Linked DNA regions of Mus musculus: all the other regions are linked to region 3. A link is a contact called in public Hi-C and promoter capture Hi-C data. All regions are on one chromosome and are shown on one strand. The core of a region is the stretch at or near the end of the contact, and the rest is flanking DNA. Distances in the headings are between cores, read along the strand shown.

What was found. Promoter capture Hi-C pulls out the DNA fragments that hold promoters and counts their contacts. A called contact is a pair of places that touch in the nucleus more often than the background predicts.
Region 1: a contact with region 3 is called in a Hi-C map of B cells, with 8 read pairs. The contact joins the promoter of Srsf4 here to the promoter of Sdc3 in region 3. A contact is called at or near these places in 3 of 39 promoter capture datasets (the 3T3-L1 cell line, hippocampal neurons and maxillary cranial neural crest), 2 of 484 Hi-C or Micro-C datasets (B cells and embryonic fibroblasts), 6 of 115 datasets of contacts at active chromatin or transcription factors (embryonic brain, forebrain, large pre-B cells and 3 more) and 3 of 9 other capture datasets (adipose tissue, liver and pancreatic islet).
Region 2: a promoter capture Hi-C map of embryonic stem cells shows a contact between it and region 3, with 6 times the contacts expected there. The contact joins the enhancer-like site here to the promoter of Sdc3 in region 3. A contact is called at or near these places in 23 of 39 promoter capture datasets (the 3T3-L1 cell line, 3T3-L1-derived adipocytes, the C10 cell line and 16 more), 3 of 15 datasets of contacts at CTCF or cohesin (embryonic stem cells, large pre-B cells and pro-B cells), 35 of 484 Hi-C or Micro-C datasets (the AML12 cell line, B cells, the C2C12 cell line and 24 more), 10 of 115 datasets of contacts at active chromatin or transcription factors (bone marrow-derived macrophages, craniofacial prominence, embryonic forebrain and 7 more) and 3 of 9 other capture datasets (adipose tissue, embryonic stem cells and liver).

The regions. Positions count from the first base shown.
Region 1 is chr4:131,870,619-131,875,111 of GRCm38.p6, forward strand. Srsf4 (serine and arginine-rich splicing factor 4) reads left to right here and starts at 3,021. Exons shown (of 6, transcript NM_020587.2): 1 at 3,021-3,252. The coding sequence starts at 3,146.
Region 2 is chr4:131,817,489-131,822,167 of GRCm38.p6, forward strand. Ptpru (protein tyrosine phosphatase, receptor type, U) reads right to left here. Exons shown (of 31, transcript NM_001083119.2): 3 at 3,220-3,491; 4 at 2,694-2,775; 5 at 2,474-2,589; 6 at 2,041-2,215; 7 at 1,306-1,599. Among named protein-coding and RNA genes, the nearest start is that of Ptpru, 18 kb to the right of the region's middle. Within about 2 kb of position 1,738, at least 6 of the 459 cell types and tissues checked have an H3K27ac peak or open chromatin away from gene starts, as enhancers often do. A contact at or near this core is called in embryonic stem cells, where this site is marked.
Region 3 is chr4:130,791,196-130,795,735 of GRCm38.p6, forward strand. Sdc3 (syndecan 3) reads left to right here and starts at 1,342. Exons shown (of 5, transcript NM_011520.3): 1 at 1,342-1,607. The coding sequence starts at 1,476.

The sequences.
Region 1 (4,493 bases), core at 1,771-4,270, 1.1 Mb after region 3:
CCCAAATGATAAGCTGCTGCTGTACAAAGCTAACCTTGTAACCAGTAGAGAGAGACGGAGAGCTGGCTCAGCACTTAAGAGCATACATACACTGCTCTTGCAGAAGACCAGAATTGTTCCCAGCACCCAAATCAAATCAAGTGGCTCATAACCACTGTAACTCCAGCTTCAGGAAGACCTGACACCTGGCCTCCACAGGCACCTGTACTCACATCCATATACACAAAACTAAATTTAAAACAAACTTAAAACCTCAAGCCAAGTATGTTGGCTCAGACCTGTACTTCCAGCATTTGGGAGAGTCCACCTCAGCTACATAGCAAGTTCCCAGGTCAACCTGGACTATGTGTGACCCTACTTCCAAAAGAAACACAAGACCTCAAAGTGAGAAAGCCTTTGATTATAACATAAAATTAGGGGTCTCTATTTAGGCAAAACACAAGTGTGTCATAAAAGTCTGAGGACCTGAGTTAAATCCCTGGATCACACCGTGAAAGACAGAAGCACTTCCTTAGAACTGTCTGCCAGTGCGTTCACACCCAAGAAACATGGTAATGCCAAAAGTCAACATGCTGGTGAAGTATCTACAATTCATTTGGCAAGCTGCTGATTTCCCTAATCTATAGTGAACTATAAATCAAGTAAAATGGGCAAAGAATAAAACACAAATGAAAACGTGTCAAGGTGTGTATGCCCTGTGTGTACAGGTGCCCTGAAGCTACAAGAGAGCATGAAGGACATGAAGAGAGGCTGGTTCCCTCAAGGTAACTGCAAACCAAATGGCCTGGAGGATACCTCTTCGCTGGATTGACAAACTTTTTTTCAAGACGGGGTTTCTCTGTGTAGCCTTAGCTGTACTGGAACTTGCTCTGTAGATCAGGCTGACCTAGAACTCAGAAATCTGCCTGCCTCTGCCTCCTTAGTGCTGGGATTAAAGGCATGGGCCACCATCACCTGGCTAAATCAAAACATTGATAATACGTTGAGTATTTGAGACCCAACAGCTACCATGTTACACATGCTGAAGCAGGCCCTGTGATCCATGCCTGCAACCCTCAGCACTCAGGAAGCTGAGGCAAGAGAGCTGCTGTAAATCCAAGGCCAGCTGAGGATAAGAAGTGAGACTGTCCCTAAGTCAAATGCCTATACCCTTTAACCTAGTACTCCTACTTCCCAAGTTGTATGTCTAGGCGATGCTGAGGATCAAGGCTAGGTTAGACAAGTGTTCTGCCAGAAGTATGTCCTTAATGACATTCCCATTTCCAGGATAGATACTATTTGAATATACATGGTCACTGATTGTGGCAATTCTAAAAACCAAAGGTTGGACCCTGTCTCAATTCTTCACTAGAATAGTGACTAGGTAAGTTACTGTGTATAAAAAAGTGTGTTATAAGACAAAATGGTCTTAAGTGCTTTTCATATGCTTCTGAAATGACTAAAATATAGTGAGACAAAAATCAGGTGTAAGCCGGGCGTGGTGGTGCACGCCTTTAATCCCAGCACTCGGGAGGCAGAGGCAGGTGGATTTCTGAGTTCGAGGCCAGCCTGGTCTACAGAGTGAGTTCCAGGACAGTCAGGGCTATACAGAGAAACCCTGTCTCAAAAAAAAAAAAAAAAAAAAAAAAAAAAATCAGGTGTGATGCACACCTGCAATTGACAATCACAGTTCTTAGAAAGGCTTTTACAGGTTAGTCAAAGGCCATTAGACATAGAAAGTTCTTGTCTTAAAAAAGAAAAGCCAAGTGCTGTATGGTAAATTAACTTCTAAAGGAATACTTAAGAAACTGCCTCTAGAAAGGAAAGCAGAAGATGCAGAAGAGAAAACTTTACCCAGCACATCAGTTAAAGTGGAAATGCAGTAAAGAGACTAAACCCCTCAGTGATTCCTGGGCAAAGCTGAAAAGGAACCTTTCATTACTGAGCACCCACATGCCCCAGCACAGTTCATTACATTTGGTTATTTTGGCAATACACTGGACATCTATAGATTATAATCTTGCAGGTTAGAAATTTTTTCTGAGCTGGCAGAGATGGGGTACACCTTTAACTCTAGCACTTGGGAAGCAGGCAGGTTTGAAGCCAGCCTGGTCCACAGAGGGAGTTCCGGGACAGCCGGGGATATACAGAAAAACCCTTTCTCAAAATGAATAAACAAAAAAAGAAAATAGTAATTTTCTGTCGTGCTTAATCTAACTACAAGGCACTAAACTGAACGGACATAGTTTGGCACATGCTTTTAATCCCAGCCAATAGGCAGACAGGCAAAGTTTCAGGCCAGCCTGGTCTACAGGGCTATTTCTAGGACAGTCAGAACTTTTTTGTTTAAGGATTTATTTTATGTGTATGAGTACAGTGTAGCTGTTTTTAGACAGACACCCTAGAAGAGGGCATCCGATTCCCATTACAGATGGTTGTGAGCCACCATGTGGTTGCTGGCAATTGAACTCAGGACCTCTGGCAGTCAGTGCTTTAAAAAATAAAAATTAAATCTGAGATGTAACTCAGAGATAGGGCACTTGTTAACATCCGTATGGCCCTGAGTTCGATCCACAACACCGCAAAATAATACCGAACCAATTATTGGAACACTTTTACATACCTAGTATCGACACTGTAGAGACAACCCTGAAAGTACAAGGAAGATAAAAGAGACTCAAAGATCCGAGAGAAAGGAAAATGGGCCCAAGGTCATGGATCCACTAACTTCCCACAGGGACGTTTACCGAAAACCACCCCAAAACAGAAAGTCTACCAGAGCAAAGGACAAAGGCGGGAACACCCGCTCGGCGCGCACCCGCGCAGGCACTTCCGGGGGAAGTGCCGCTGCCACGGCGAGCTCGCGAGAGGACGTGCTGCAGCTGTCGCTCACTCGGCCAGGTCCCGCCCCGCGCCGGCGCGCCTCCAGTAAAGCCCCGCCCCCGCCCCTGACCAGGCGGGAAGCGGGCGCGCGCTCCCTCCCGTTCCCCTCCGCCGGGGGGGGGGGGGTAGGGAGACGGGGGCGCGCGTTCTCGAGCTGCGTGCTCGCGTACGTCGCCGGGCTTCGGCTGCGTCCGTCCCGCCGCCCGCCCGTTACCGCCGCCGCCGCGTTTTCCCTTCGCCGGCCGCCGCCTGAGGGGGGCCGGGGCCAGCTGCCGCCGCCGGAATGCCGCGGGTGTACATCGGCCGCCTGAGCTACCAGGCCCGGGAGCGCGATGTGGAGCGCTTCTTTAAGGGCTACGGGAAGATCCTGGAGGTGGATCTGAAGAACGGGTGAGGAGGGCGGCGGAGGGGCCGGCCGGGGGGCTGACAGGGCCGCGGCTGTGGCTAGGAGGCCGCGGGGACGCGAGCGCGGCGCTCGCTGGGCGCTAAGCCGCCGCCGGCCTCCTCCGCTCCGCCATGGCGGCGGTGCCTCGGGGGCGCGGGTAGGCCCGGCTCCCACTGCGCCTGCGCGGGCGGGGGTGGTGGCGGGATAATGGGGACGGAGGCCCGGGTTAGACTGGGGCTCCGGGCGCCGGGGAGGCCTGGGTTTCCGTCGCTGGACTATGGGTCCGAGGCGGCCCTTTCCCGCTCTGGGGCTGCCAGGAGCAGATGAGGGTTCCGGCCCTCTTCTCCCCGTTCCCCAGCCTGACCGGCCAGAGGCTTCCCGGCGTGTGTTTCTGAGGACTGGAGCTCTGGCTTTTTCGCGTGCCACACTTTGGGCGGGAGACACTAGTTTTTGTAGTGCAGTGACAGTTTCGAAAGTACTGGCTTGCCGCGCTTCAAGCCTTGACCGCTCCCTTTCCGAGAGTAAATTAAAGTCCTAGCTCGTTATCTTGGGGAGTCCTTACAGAGTTTTCCACGTTGTGGTTTCGGCTCTCCAACTTGCCGGAAAATGATTGCTGTCGTAGGATTTTTTGAGTGGGTAAGGGCCATCCTGGCCAGGTCTGCGTCGGCTGCTGGTGCAAGTGGAGACACATCTCCAAATTGCCTACTTAACAGCTTTCCCCGTACAATCTGGGCTTGTATTTCTAATCTGCTTTGGCGAAGCAAGGCTAGCAGGGACTACCAGGTTCGGGGAAAACGGGTGAGTTGTCATGCCTAGAGATTGTACGAGCATCTTTTGCTTGGGAGCTGAGAATTATTAGGTAGGACTTGAAAGGCATTAAGCACCGGAACGGCGTCGGAAGCACTAAACCTTGGGTGTTAGGGGAACCCTTGGTTTTTGCTGTGTTTATTTCTTGCCTGTTTTGTTTTTTTCGACTTTGTGTTTGGTCCAATGAGACCAGTAGTAATTGACATTTGAGAAGACATACACTTTAGTATGAATGGCAAATGAACCAGCAGGTTCTCAAAGCTGTCTAGATTTCGAATAATTGACACTTAAAAGACTCTCCTTGCTGAGAACAAGACTTCGATAAAATGTTTATGAATCCTGGATTCGATTCACAAAGACAATTTCTCATTTTTGTTCTTACAGAGCGAACCAGCTGGCATGAGAGTATTGTTTTTGTGATATTTAACCTTACATGTGA
Region 2 (4,679 bases), core at 488-2,987, 1.0 Mb after region 3:
AATCATTAATAGTTGTGCAACACCAGAGATACTTAACACCTCTAAACTGTAAATTTTAATGAGTGACATGTACGAATGCAGATCATACTGTAATAAATCTGTTACAAAAAAAAGTGATTCCAAAAAGATTATATACTGCATGATGTCACTTATGGAACATTCTAGAAAAGAGAAAACTCTAGAAATGAAGGACTGATCTGTGGTTACCAAGGGGGTGGGAGGAGGAAGAGAGATGTGGGTATGGTCTAAAACAGCAACAGGAATTATCTATAGCAACACTGAGTGCTTGGGCTTCCCACTGTATACACAAACCTACACCGGTGATAAATTACACAAAACTAATTACACATACTGGGGCACACAAACACCAGAAACTGCGGGAATCTGTTACAATAGCTATGGAGTCTGTGGGCTTCATTTTGTTGTTACACATTTTTGTTACATTGTATACATTATTTTTCAGCTGCACATCTGGCTTGGGGAAGGGGGCACACATCTGGAAGTCAGAGGACATCTTCTGAGAATGGGTTCTCGCCTTCCACCCTGTGAGTCTCCATACTGACTGGGTTGGCAGCAAGCACCTTTTACCAACTGAGCCATCTTGCCAGCCTCAGATGTCAATCTTCATTGTAAAATTAAACCATAGTTATCTAAAATGGAACTGCTGTGGAAAACATTATAGAGTAAGGAGGACCCGCACATGAATCTACATCGAGAATCTACATTTCTCACTAAGAAAATTCTAGAAACAGCAGCACACTGACATCACAGAGAACCCTGTCCGTTTCTCTTATTAGTCTTCTGGGTGCAGGTGCATCGGGGTCCTTAGCAACAGCTACTTTATCCTCCGAAACAAGGGAGAACTGACTTCTGACTCAATGCCAGATCCAAGGAATCCAGCCAAAATCCATCACACACAATTTTTAATTGATAGGGTTTAAGGATTGTTACCCAGCCAGTTAAGAGTTCTGGTCCCATCTCTGCCGCTTACTGGCTTTGTGTTCTTTGCCCAGTCGCCTAACATCTCTGTCTCAGTCACCTCATCTGTGAAGTAGGTATGACAACAACCTATCACAGGGCTCTGGTAAGTTTCGTGGTTTGTTTTCTTGGTCTGTCTTTTTGTTTTGTTTTGGTTGGCGGGGGTGGTATTGTCTTTTTGTCTCTTTTGTTTATCTGGTTTTATTTTTTTGAGACAAGCTATGGAGAAATAGCCCAAGCTATTTTATCTATGTGTCAATAAATGTGTGTGTGTGTGTGTCGGGAGGCCTTGCTGCCTCTGTGGAAGAAGGCCGTCCTGCCACTCACCTGCGCACTTGGTCCGGCTGATCAGTGGTGGCCCAGGGCGGCCTGTGCCTCCATCTCCCGGGCGTGTGAGCAGCACGCTGATTTCATACTCAGTGTCTGGGTCCAGATGCCACAGCTTGTAGGTCTGCAGGTTGACAGCGTGCACCTCGGCCCACGGGCCCCGTGCCATGCGGTACTCGATCTCCTTGCGCACGATCGGCCCGTCGCCAATGATGGAGTTGGTGTTGAGCTGGATAATGAGGTAGGTGGGGCCTGCACGCAGCAGCTGTGGGGGCGCGATGGGGGTGGGAGGCTCTGCGACGATATGCAGAAGAGGAGGAGCCTACTAATGCCACCATGTGGCCCTAGAACTCCATAACTCAGCCACGCCCACTCCGAACTCCCAAGTTTAGGCCTGGGGGATCCCAGCACACTCGCTGGGTTAGCACCTGGAAGGCGCATAGGAATTTAGGCCCGGGCTCCCTGTATCCTTCTCTCACGCGGCCAGCCCATCCCTCTGCCTGGCAACACTGTTCAGGTCACAGCTAGAAAATACCTCTAAAACCTAATCCTCCCCTATCACGAGACTCTCTCTTTCCTCCCAGGTCCCTCGAGCTGCTATCAAGCGTTCGGCTAAATCTGCTGTGCGACCTCCCAACAAGTCCTCCAAGGAGCTAGCTCCATGCACACCTCTACACGGACTCCGCCCTATCCTCTCCCCACCAGACGGGCCTTCCTCAAGGCCAATCGGCTGACCTTTGACGATGAGCTCTGCAAAGTTGGAGACGCCAGCACCACGCGGGGCCTGGGACACGCAACGGTACAGATCCTGCTCTGAGCGGCCTACCGAGGCCAGCGGAAAAGTGGCCAGGAAGCGACGGTGGCTGATGTGCCGCACCCCGGCCGCAGGCACCAGCACTCCACTCTGACGCTGAAGAGAAAAAAGAGAGTTAGGAAGCAGTGTACTTGAGTCCCTACTATCCCCTGAGCATTTGAGGATCCTGGAACTGGCCTCCATCCCAGAGTTAAGGGGATGCTAGCTGGCAGAGCACAGCCTAGGGGAGGCAAGACACTGTGTATATAGGTGTATATAGATGCTGGCATATGAAGGGAGGACCCAAAACCCCAAAAGGGTACCAAGCCAAGGAGGCAAAAGGTCCTTGGAGCCAAGTCTCTGTGGGACGCTCACCTGCAGGAAGAAGTGTTCTGCCTCTGCGGCTCTGCCTGCTGCCATGCATTGGAAGGATGCGTTCTGGCCTGCATTGACCTCCACGTCCCCAAGGCGGGAGAAGTGAGGGGCCTTTGCTGTGGGAAAACAGGCAGAGCCCCAGCATGAGCTGGGCCTGCATGCCCTGCAGGCAGGAGCCAAGGCTACCCTCATCCTTATGTCTGAGTGGACTGGGACTCACCGCAGGGATAGCTGAAGAGCAAGATGTCGTCTAAGCCTATGTAGCCCTTGTGGTCTGGGGAGATGAGGGCCTCAAACAGCACCTGAGGGAATAGGAGGCCAGTTGCCAAAGCGACATCCCTCCTGACCAGCTTGGCCCCAACCCGACCTCTCTCCACCATCCAATGCCAACCCAGCTCACACAGAGCCTTACTACCATGCCAGCTGGTTCAGGGCTGTGGGCAGAGAAAATAAAATCACAGTCAAGGCTAGAAGTTTCATCCCTACTCTTGACAACTCCCTCAAAGCAGCAGATTCATCTAGTCGGACAGAATCTCCATTTGAGTCCTGTTCCAATTCACCCTCAATAGTGGCCATCCTATTAACAATGACCTCTGACTCTGTACCCACACTGATGCAGTCGAACTCCAAACTCAACGCCAGATTGACTCCTGATGCTGAACAGCCTAGTCTGACGTCAGGGGTGGCCTGCCCCTGCCCTTACCTCCAAGCCCCAGCAAGCTGACCACTGACTAAACCCAGCCCACCTGATACTCATTGGGCCAGAAGGTGCTGACAGCCAGCTCAGCCTGGTGCCACTGACGGCCGTGGGATCCGGTCATATTCCACACGGCACTGCCCAGAGGGCCCCCATTCACGCGCACGTAGACCCCCAGGGTGCCTGGGCTGTGCCCATCCCTGCTGTACAGGAAGTAGCTGAACTGCACACAATGGGTGTCGTTCTCGCTCAGGGTCTGGAAGATGATGTGGGCCCTCTGACCTGGGGCATGCTGAGAAGCATTGACCATCAAGTAGGCACCTGCAGAGAGAAAAAGAAAAGATGGGAGGCCAAGGGAAGCCAGGGTCACACTCTGGAAAGGACAGAGATGAAGCAGCCACCGGGAATGAAGGGTTTGGGCTCTCGAGTTCTGTTTCCCAAAGGAGAAGGCTAGGACAAGAAAAACACAAACTCAACCTTGTCAGAACCCACGAGGCCCCTCACCACCCACAAGTCACCACTCTCCCTAGCCCTGTATCGGGTCACATATCACAGGGCCGGTCCCCTGAGGTCACCGATTCCAAAGCTTCACTCGCTCCTCCACCCCAACCCCCACCAACACACCGCGCGCGCGCTCGCCTCTGGCTCTGATCATTCATAAAGCCCATGGCAGCCTTGCTACCAGCCTGTCATGCCTCAGGCCTTTGCTCTGTCTTCACACACACAGGCTCCTGAGCCTGGAGCTTGATGAATATGTAGGACAGACTGAATGAAAGGATTAACCTCCCTTCCCGCCCACACCAGGTTCCTACACAAACACCCCACGTTCCAACCAGAAGATCCTGTCCTCGATGTGTGATGGAGAAGGTGGGGAGTGTCTCAGAGCCTGGCTGGGGATCAGGCTTTCCTTGGGGTGAGGGCGATGCAGATGCCAAGGAGGAGCCCAAAGCCACCCTTGCAGAGCAGCCGCTGGCACCGCCTTCTCCTAGACTTGGCTGAGAGCACATTCTGAGCCTGCTCAGGAGGGCTCCCCAGGGACTCTGCTAAAGGGAGATCTCATTCATCTCTGTGAGCCTGGAGCCCTGGGAAGGTGGCTGCTGCCTGTGTCCTGCAGGAGTAGGGAATGAACGTCCGGGTCCCTATCCCCACTGGAACCCTAGAAAGGACACATCCAAGCCAGACACTGTATAGCCAGCTCCTGTGGACTCTTCTCTCCCCTAAGGTAGCTCCCTCTTCCAGCGTGACACCTTCTTGCCTCCTCCTCCATTCCCTGTAGCCCTCCCTGCTCTGACATGCACCCCTCCACCCCCAGGGCTCTCTTTCTTCCTCCCGCTCTCCTCTGAGGGCAAGACTCCTTGTTTCATCCCTGTCCACCTGGACTTCTCCTAGATTGACGATCTAACAAGCTCACCCCTCCTCCCAGACCTAGTTCTTCCCTGAGTCACCAAGGAAGAAAAAGAGGAGAAGACCACAGATCTAAAAATCATGAATCTATGCCAGATTCTTATA
Region 3 (4,540 bases), core at 92-2,591:
TAGCTTCAAATGCCAAAACGCATCGAATGGGATTGATTTAAAAGACTCTTTGTGAGGGCCTGGGGATGTAGCTCAGTTGGTGGAGCACATGCCCTTCTGCACAAAGCTCTGGGTTCGGTTCTTAGCACAGCACAAATTGGATGTGATGGAGGTAGTAGGAATAGATGTTCAAGGTCATACTCAGCTACATCACAAGTTCAAGGTCAGCCTGAAAGTCCATCTTCCTTAAAAAAAAAGTGTCAACATTTATTTTTATCATTTTTAAAGGATTTATTTTTATTATTCGTGTGTATGTGTGCACACGCGGGCATGCGTGTCACACCTCTGCACATTAATGCAGGTGTCCTTGGAGGCTAAAGGTATTAGATCCTCTGAAGCTGGAGTCACAGGGCGTTGTGTCTAGCCTGGTGTGGGTACCGGGAACTAGTCACTTACATCTTTAAGTAGTATGCTGTATCTCTCACCAGCTCTCCCTCCCCTCTTATATTTGAAAATACAGAGACTCAGTATGTAGCCCAGGCTTTGAGATCCCTCTGCCTCAGCCTCCTAAGTCATGAGTACTGGGGTTACAGGCAGCTACTACTCAGGCTTGGCTCGTTCTCAGCGATCTGTAAGCCACAGAGTGGACGCCCCCCCCCCCCCAGGATGTCTACCGAGGTTAGCTAGGCAAGCCTTGCATACCTGTGATGCCCCAGCCTCTCACTCCCTCTGGGGAACCCATCTCACACTCTGCCTTATATGGTGCGGAGCTTCATGCTCTGGGTTTCTTTCCAAGGACACATGGCCATCAAATGGATAGTGCCGATTGCAGGGACATCAAAGGGTGTCCTGCTCAGCTCACATGCCAACTAACCAACGCCTACCCTTACCAGCCTCCCCGGAGACCCCTTAGTGCAACTGAGCCCCTGTGAATGGGAAACTGGAGACTTCACCAGCGTGTGAGCAGCAGACGCGTGCTGGTGTTCGCCATGCGTGCCTGTAGCTGACCCAAGCCCCTGCTTCCTGAACTCAGGGTGGCTAGGGGCCTGTGTCTCTCAGACAAACAGGCCAAGGAGAAGCTCAGGAGGACCAGGGGGAACCCCGAGTCGGGGTCCTCTGACACCACCCTACTGGGAGCAGAGAGACCCGGGGTGCTGTCTGGAAGAGCAGGTTCTCCCGCGGCTCGCACACGGCGTGCTTCGCGGATCCACAGTAGGGGGGCAGACGTCAACGCCCCTCGCCCCCCCCCCCCTGCGCGGGGGGAAACTGAGGCCGGGGGCGGTGTCGCGTGCCGGTGTCGCCGCGGCCCCGCCCTCCTGCTCGCCCCGCCTGCGCGGGGGGCGGCGGCGGTGGCGGCGGCGGCGGCGACGCTTCCTGCGGGCGCGGCCGCTGTGGGCGCGGAGCCGCGAGCGAGCGAACGAACGAGCGAGGCGGAGCCGGCGGCCGAGGAGCCGAGCGCAGGTCCCGCGCAGCCCGCGCCGCGAACAAAGGCCGCCATGAAGCCCGGGCCGCCGCGCCGCGGGACCGCACAGGGGCAGCGCGTGGACACCGCCACCCATGCGCCCGGGGCCCGCGGGCTGTTGCTGCCACCGCTGCTGCTGCTGCTGCTGGCCGGCCGCGCCGCGGGGGTGAGTGATGGGCCCCAAGAGGGTCCCCAGCGTGTACCCCGCGTGTCTTTGCGTGTCCCCTCGTCGCGCGTGCCGCGCTGGGTGTGTCCCGGTCTCATGGGGTCCCCTCCCCGCCGGGAAGCGTGTGCGTCCGGTATCCGCTGGGGTCGCCTTCTCCCCACCCCCACTCCATCCCAAGCTGCCTGCAGGGCCTTGGGGGCATTGGAGGAGGAGGGGGTGGGTCGATGAAGGTGACCCGCGAGGGTGAATGAGGGTGACCCTGTGTGTGTGTGTCTGCTTCTAAGAAGGGTGCGTGGGCACCTGTGGGTGTGGGCACGGGAGAGGCTCTGTCCATATGGCTGGATGGCATCCGCATCCCGCTCCACACTAGGGTGACCCATTCTGCACGCTGTGTTCCACCATGGCCAAGGCTGTGTGACTGTGGGTGAGGGGGTGTGTGCTTTGACCCATGGACCTGTGTGAAAGCACACGTATGTGTGTGCAGGTGTGTAGCGATGGTGGACCTGGCTCAGCTCCCACCCCAGAAGACATGGGTGTGTGTGCCATCAGAGGTGGGTACCAGGTGACCCCTGACTGTCCCTTTGAGAAACCGAAGTAGCTAAGGGATTGAACTTGGTTCTGGTTTCACTAGCAGAACGGGAGGAAGAGGGTCGGTCCTGCAGGTGGATGAGCCGGGTCCCTGCTCTGAGGAACCCAGCTCCCAAGTGAGTTCTGAGTTGACAGGTGTCTAAATGTGGGCTGAGTGAGCTGGGGAGTTCTAGGTCCTACCCCCATGTGGCTGACTCCAGGAGCAATGGCTGTCCCTACCCACTCAGATGACCACCAGAGCCCAGGCTGGCCGGCACGCCCCTTCTCTCCTAAGCAAGGTGGCCAGATTGTAGGGAGGCAGGCAAGACTCTGAGCTGCCCTGACAACTGTTAGCTTTGGGGAGGGGACCCCAAGATAGTACCTGGTGGTCGGTTCATGCCTTGCCCTTTTTTTCTTTTCTTTTCTTTTCTTTTCTTTTCTTTTCTTTTCTTCTTCTTCTCTCTCTCTCTCTTCTTCTTCTTCTTCTTCTTCTTCTTCTTCTTCTTCTTCTTCTTCTTCTTCTTCTTCTTCTCCTTCTTCTTCTTCTTCTTCTTCTTCTTCTTCTTCTTCTTCTTCTTCTTCTTCTTCTTCTTCTTCTTCTTCTTCTTCTTCTTCTTCTTCTTCTTCTTTTTCCTTTTTTTCCTGATGGGGTGAGGGGAGAGGTTCCTGAGCAAAAGGCAGCACTACCCACACTGGCAGTGGGAACTGCTTTTCAGCAGCATTATAGAAAATTACCCTTGACATCAAAGATCTGGTTTCAAAGTCCAGTGAAGACCACCACCCAATCACAGTGAGGTCTTGAGCCAGCCTGGCCACTCCTCTGAGTCCCAGCTTTCCTCTCTGCAAAGACGGACTAAGGGTGCCCTCCGGGGAGGCAGAGTGGACACAGAGGCACCTTTGAAGGCATTTTGGTGTTGAGTACAAAGGGCTCAGGACAAATGGCTTCACTGGAGCTACTGTCCCTAGGAAGGAATAATACACATTCTACCCGTAGTGAAAGGATTCAGGGAGATTTTTGAGGACTCAGCACATAGTAGGGCTTCAACCAGGTAGGTGTGAGGGCAAAGTGGAGCTGGCATGATTGAGACTGATGCTGAGTGGCATGCCCAGATGGTGACCTGGCTGAGCGAGGGGAGAGATTGTGGTAGGGATGGGTCTCAAGAGGTATTCTCTCTGCAAGCATGCTGTCCTCCCAGGGAGGGGCTGGGACTGTAGAGGAAGGACTCTCTGCACTGTTACCTGGCCTGGAAAGCTAAGGGTTAAAGGATGCTTCTCAGTGAGGGCTGAGGCTAGATCAGAAGCCCAGGTAGTAGTTCCAGGAATGGTCTCTGGTGACAGCAAGGGACTGACAGTGGTTGGCTCAGCAGGGGAAAAACAGGATGACCCTGGGTCTTCTTGTTAGTCTGGGAGAGCACGGGATCAGGGGAAGGGAACTCCAGGGAGGAGAAGGCTGGTTTGATCCAGGCTGTGGCTGTCAAGTTGGGGGTGTGTTCTGACCTACAGATTCGAGGCTTTGGTCCTGAGAGACTGACTGTCTAGGGCTCTGAGGTCCTCAGACCACCTCAGCTTTTCTGGTTAGGTGACTCCCAGAGTGACATGGAATGTGGGGACACTAGAAAGTATAGCCTTTGGAGAATGTCCTTTAAAGGTCCAGATCTGGGAGTGACCATAGATGACACTCAGTATTGCTGTCAGGGGTGGTTATTCAACTGATTTGTGGCTGTGTGACTTTGTGGAAGTGACTTAACTGTCCCATGCCGTGGCTTCCTCTCTCTCTAAGACGGAGCAAAGAGTGAAAGTGTAGCCATAGCACTTGGTGCACGTAGATTCCTTTGTGGAGGAGGTGGGGGCAGAGTCTCATGTAGCTCAGGCTAGCCACGAACTTGCTACATAGACAAGGATGAACTTGAACTCCTACCCTCCTACTGCCCAAGTGCCAGGATTACAGACGCGAGTCACTGCGTCCTGTTTTTTTTTTTTTTTTTTTTTTTGTCAGAGTTACTGTCCTGTTTTGAGGTGTGAAGTGGCAGGTGAGGCTTATTCCTGGCATCCAGGAACCCTCTCCTTTTGCCCTTCCAGACTGGTGACCTCACTCTAGAAATGAAAAGCTGGGGACTGTTCCAGGCAGGGCACCACAGTAAGCAATAGGATTCAGAGGCTCCATAGCTGCTGGGCACCAAGAGCAGATATTTGCTGTGGGATTTGGGCAATGCTGTCATCTGTCTCAAGACTCTCTCTATGCATTATACAGCGCCAGGCTCAGCCCCTCCCTCCCAGGAGCTGGAGTATGCTGCCTTTCCTTGGTGATAGCCCTTCTTGGAGGAAGCCAATGGAGGCTTCCTGGAAGAAGAGGCCTTCTGAGCTAA